2 separate regions of the Hordeum vulgare genome follow, and region 2 is linked to region 1. A link is a contact called in public Hi-C data. All regions are on one chromosome and are shown on one strand. The core of a region is the stretch at or near the end of the contact, and the rest is flanking DNA. Distances in the headings are between cores, read along the strand shown.

What was found. A called contact is a pair of places that touch in the nucleus more often than the background predicts.
Region 2: a contact with region 1 is called in a Hi-C map of leaf, with 3 times the contacts expected there. The contact joins the promoter of LOC123434623 here to the promoter of LOC123434507 in region 1. A contact is called at or near these places in 2 of 6 Hi-C or Micro-C datasets (leaf and seedling).

The regions. Positions count from the first base shown.
Region 1 is chr1H:333,909,881-333,912,580 of MorexV3_pseudomolecules_assembly, forward strand. LOC123434507 (endonuclease MutS2) reads right to left here and starts at 1,317. Exons shown (of 20, transcript XM_045115516.1): 1 at 982-1,317; 2 at 748-879. The coding sequence starts at 1,191.
Region 2 is chr1H:334,731,890-334,734,589 of MorexV3_pseudomolecules_assembly, forward strand. It overlaps LOC123434623 (sphingoid long-chain bases kinase 1-like), which reads left to right and starts at 1,280. Exons shown (of 9, transcript XM_045115523.1): 1 at 1,280-1,569.

The sequences.
Region 1 (2,700 bases), core at 67-2,566:
TAGAGGCAGGAGGTGGAGCGTCTTCGTCCTGCACGGAGCTTCGGTGGTGATGTCAGGTCATGCCCGGCCGACATGTGCTACGCTTTGTCATGCCTGTTCGGCAGGTGCTACGCACGACAGATCTTACATAGTCTTTGCGTCTGGATGGATGAGCGCAGGGAGGTGGCACCGTTGGGCGACGTGGTGGCGTCGACGGATGGCCGGACTGGCATGGATGATGCAGATTTCTCTCCTGAAGATGGGTCAGCGGTTCGATGATGATGACGGCTTCTAAAACGTGTGCGTGTGGTGTACGCTTTAGGTCTGCTGCACCGGCTGTTAGTTCCGATACGTTATGTGAATGGATCGGCGACGACATCGGTTTTAGATACGTGAAGTGAGAGCACTCCACATTATCGCGTTTTGTAGGTGTGAGTGGGGGCTTCAGGTGGCTTGATGTATGTTCTTGTCAGACCTTTGTTGAATAAGTAATAAAGATGGCTGTATGCATCGATTGATGCAGAAGCCGGGGGTCTTAACCTCCTTTTCCAAAAAAAAAATGTTGTATAAGTTCAATTTGATTGTAACTCTACTAAAGTCAGTACACATGAATTCCTTAGCATATTACCAATTTACCATAGTATTAGTGTATTGCCCCCTCTGTCTCTGATCAAACACACAAAGCGTGTCTACACACAGCCGATTTAGAAAAAAAAGTTAAAACATCTTAAAATGGTGAACGGGGGAGTACCAAACATGGGTCCTCACCGCGACGGTATCCAGCCCGGAGAAATCCAATGCCCCACCGGAGCTGCCAAGCAGCCGCACCGCCGCCTCGGTCTCCCGGAGAAGCTTCCGGCTCCGCTCATAGCTCACGTCCTCCACGCCCCACAGCTGCTTCTGCACGACCACGCCGCGCGTCAGAGGCGAAGCCCGTGCATCATGAGCGATCAGGCAATGGAAGGGTTGGAGCCCCAGGGACCTATATATAGACTTAAATACCTCGGTGGCTTCGCGGCCGTGCACGGTGCCGGCGAACGAAGCGACGGCGCGGCAAACCTTGCCCCACTCGAGGAGGCGGAGGCTGCGGGCGGAAGGCGAGGCGGAGGCGGCGACGACGAGGGCGCGTAGGCGGCGCGGGCGGGGCTGGGAGACGGATGGGGAGAGAGAAGGAGGGTAGTGGAGGGAGATAGAGGCGGAGAGGCGAAGCATGGAGGAGCCGTGGAGGAGAGCAGTGGCGGGGAGGGGCAAACGGCGCCGGTGTGTTCGGATAGAACTGGGCTGCAGGGGCGTGGGCGAACGCACGGCCGAAGGTTTTTCCGCGGCTAGCCAGACCTGCACTACAGCCTTCGGAGTTCGGCTTGTTGTACACGGATTTGAACGGTTTGCGCTTGCGCGTTGCCAATTCCATTCTTAGGGGGTGTTCGTTTCCAGAAACTTTTTGGTGCATGACTAAAAAAAGTTTAAAAAAATCCCATGTGAAACAAATAGGAGGGACTTTTAGGGACTAAAAAGGGGTATTTGGGACTATTTGGAGAAGTCCCGATGAGAGGGTCTTTTTGGGACTTTTTTGTCACTTTTTCCAACAATGCCCCTACTTTTAGCATGTCATTTAATAACTACTACATTACTAAGGGTAACATGGTCTTTTTGCATGTCATTTAATGACCTCTAGTCCCTATTTAGTCCCTGAAAACAAACAGGTAGGGACTAGGGACTTTTAAGTTGCGACTAAAAAAAGTCCCGGGACTTCTGAAATAAACAGGGCCTTAGGTTGTTGTAATGGAGATTTCATATACTAATATTATATATACTAGCCAAATATGCCCGGCGTTGTAACGGAAGATAAAATATTATGCCCTAGCCAAATAAGTATGGTTCAATACCTTGATGTATGAACGTTCTCTTTTTTCTTTAACACGGTAGCTCATCATGTTGACACTTATTTATTTATTCAATCATCTTTAATGATGTTCGGCGTGTCCATGTAATCACAATGCATTTGATGTAGTAAATCTTAAGGTTATAAGCTTGTCACTGCACGCCACACTTGTTATTATGTAGCATAATGGAATGTTTAAAACTTTAACAACTAATCTCGTCGATCACAAACTACTCCCAATTCCTAGGCATATAAGCACTTCTCAAAAACCAATTAAAACCTAAACCTAAAAAACTTAACCGTTCAAATTCTAGAGCTATTTAGATCAATTTTATGAAAAACCACTAAAATAGACCACGTGACAGTATGAAAATAATAATCATTATTAACATAATTTCAAATAATATGAAAATCAATATTAAGCCACTGGTACATAAATCTCATGTCAACAATTTAGTGTCCATCGCTTTTGGCAAATGAACCGCTTTTTGCCTGGTTTTTATTCTTATTATCTTACATTTTTATCTTTTCTTTTTGGTTTCACATTTTCTCTTAGTTTTCTATTTACCTTTTTATTTATTTCTTTTTCATTTTTCCTAAGATCTTCCAAATTTTGGAATATTTTCTGAATACTAAACATCATTTTTGAAATAATGAACATTATTAGATATCGTAAACATTTTTAAAATTCATGATTTTTTTACAAAGTCCTAAATTTCTGAATAATAAACATTGTATGATTTCATGAACAGTTTTTTAGAACTCACGTCTTTTAAAATTTGGATTTTTAGGAAATTATGAATTAATTTAAAGATAGGTAAAACAAAAATTGAAATGAG
Region 2 (2,700 bases), core at 30-2,529, 820 kb after region 1:
GATGGCCTATTCACATAGGCCTGCAGGGGCTATGCTATGTAGCTTAAGTGGGCACTAAATGCATGGCCGGTGCAGTGTTGCAAGGGTCACTTGCCCTTGCGACACGTGTATATGATGCTTGGGGCTCCGTCCTCCAATGTCATCACTGTTGGCATCACTTCCTTTCATGATGATCTCCCGTGGCTGATAGCATCGTGGTAGTTGTGTATCTGTGCATGTCTTCAAGCTGTAAATAATAGCGAGTGGCAAATGAACCCTTTTCCAAGGTTTAATCTAGTACCTTTTTTCCAAATGGGCCCACTTGGAAGGTATTAGGGGTACCCCTGTTTCCAATATTTTGTCAACCACTAGAGGGAGAACAACACAACATATCATCACATTGAACGGTAATCTAGCGACGACTATAAGCACTCGAGCAAGCTGAAGGGGTGCCGCCATCATCACCCCTCACTCGCCAGAGCCGAGCGAAACTTATTGTAATAGAGAGTCGAAAATTCATCGTTAACACCCCATAAGACCAACGCACCCGAATAGCAACCGCCACTCGTGAAGTGAAGCGTAGATCAAAATGATCCAACCTGAAGATACACTGACGTAGACGAACGAATACCGGATCCAAGTGAATCCAACCACCGATCGAATTCTGCGAGATCCACTGGAGATACACCTCCACATGCCCTCCAATAATGCTAGACACACCATCGGGACAAGGGCGGGGAGAACCTTTTTCCACCTTGAGAGAGTCGTCGCCGTCTCGTCTTCCCGAACATGACACAAACCCTAAAAAAACTTGAAGGACATATAAAAACGAAGCCATCCCGCTGACAAGGTCGGGGTCCATCACGCCCCATGGACATAAGACGACGGGAAACGATGTAGATCGACAACGATGACGACGAGAGGCAGAAACCCTAACCACCTTGTTCGCTTGGATAAGAGCCGACGGGGTCACAACAAACCAATTCATATTGAAGCTAAGCTATTTTTTGACTGGAATGCTGAACTCAAGCTTTAAAACATACTCTCTCGATCGCTTTGTCCCAAATTACTTGTCTTAGATTTGCATAGATACAGATACAAATGTACCTAATACATGTCATATACCCACCTCACATTCTTTTATTATTTTTCAGGTTGGTACATATACTAATTACAAACTACAAAGTTTTTCTTTGTAAATATAAACGTACATGCCCTGAAAAAGGTCCAAGTTCCAAAATAAAACACCTACCATTTTTTGTTTCTTTCCGAATCAAATAGCTGCTCCAGGCACCCGGAGTCAAAATCCACCTGCTCCACAGCTCCACGGTTTCCTCTCCACCGTCCTGTACACCATTCTTTCCTCTTCTTCGTCCTCTCCCTAGTCCTGACCTACCCAAGCTCCAACCCGACCTGTGTGCCAGCCCTAGAGCTGCCGCCGTGCCGTAGCTCATAGTCACCCCTCCGCCTCACCCCCGCAACCCCTCCGCCTCTCGCGCGCCTCGCCGCCATCGCCGTTCCCGTTGTACCTCGTCGCGTCCCTGCCGTCTGGACTCCGTCTGCAATTTTGGCCATTGGTTTTTGATTGAGGTATGAGCCTTTTTGCAATCCAGCGATTGGATAAACCTCACTGACCTCCACAAATTCTATGTGCGCCCATCTAGATCCGCCCCTGTTAATGTATGCATGGTCGAATTGGGATAAATTTGAAGTACATAGTTTTATTAGAAGTAAGGCTAAGACGCCCTTCAGTTTCAATCGAGCTAGGAAATTACTGCTAGTGGTCTGGGAAAATCCTTTTTGTTCCCGCTGTGTGGAATTGTGTGTTGGAGCGAGATTTTATCGCAAAGCTGTATGGGTTTATTTTTAAACTAAGCAGGGGATTTTTATTTTATTTTACTTATGAGCTTTGAACTGTGACATTTAGATTTTGGCCGCGGTTGGGTCACTTCAGCTGCCTGTCCTTTACCAGAGCTGTTAGTGACAGCTTTAAAGCTGGAATGGGTCACACTTTGTTAGAAGTTGCTTGGTACCTTCCAATGAAAAGCTTTTGCATTCAGATTGCTCAAGTTAGGTAGACAGAGTTTTTCACCTTTTGTATATTTTTCAATAACCAGCCTATGCTGTACCTAACATGATGTCCACTTAGGTTGCTTTTTAGTCTTTTCCTTAGTGGCTACCCACAATGGAAAGTAACATATAATAGTAACATGCATATGTTACTAGTCTAAGTTACTACCTCCATAGTGGGTAGTAACATAGAAATGTTAACATAGAGATTTTCATTTATTAGCATATAGACTCATCTTGTCTTGGTATGTGTGATGTTACTCATAGTATGAGTAACTAGCTATGTTACTCAATTTGTCCCTCTCCTCATTAATTTGCTGTCACATCATCTTTTTTGATTATGTGGCATCTATGTTACTACCTATGTTACTCCCACTGTGGGTAGTCTTAGGAGCATCCGCCAGCTGTTTGTAGCCTTGGCCTTTCCAGATATGCTGCATGGCTTGCAGTATTATTTTTTATGAATCATGGCACCTCAGGTAGGATTATAAATGTCCAGGCTTCGTTGATCAAACCAGGAGCATGCAAATGGTATTTGATGATTTTTGCTCTTCATGGTCTAGATTATATTACCGAAAAAGGTTTTCGCCCCGCTTTATAAATAAAGCAAACCGCCATAGCACAACAAACAGGTCCAACACACAAAGACGC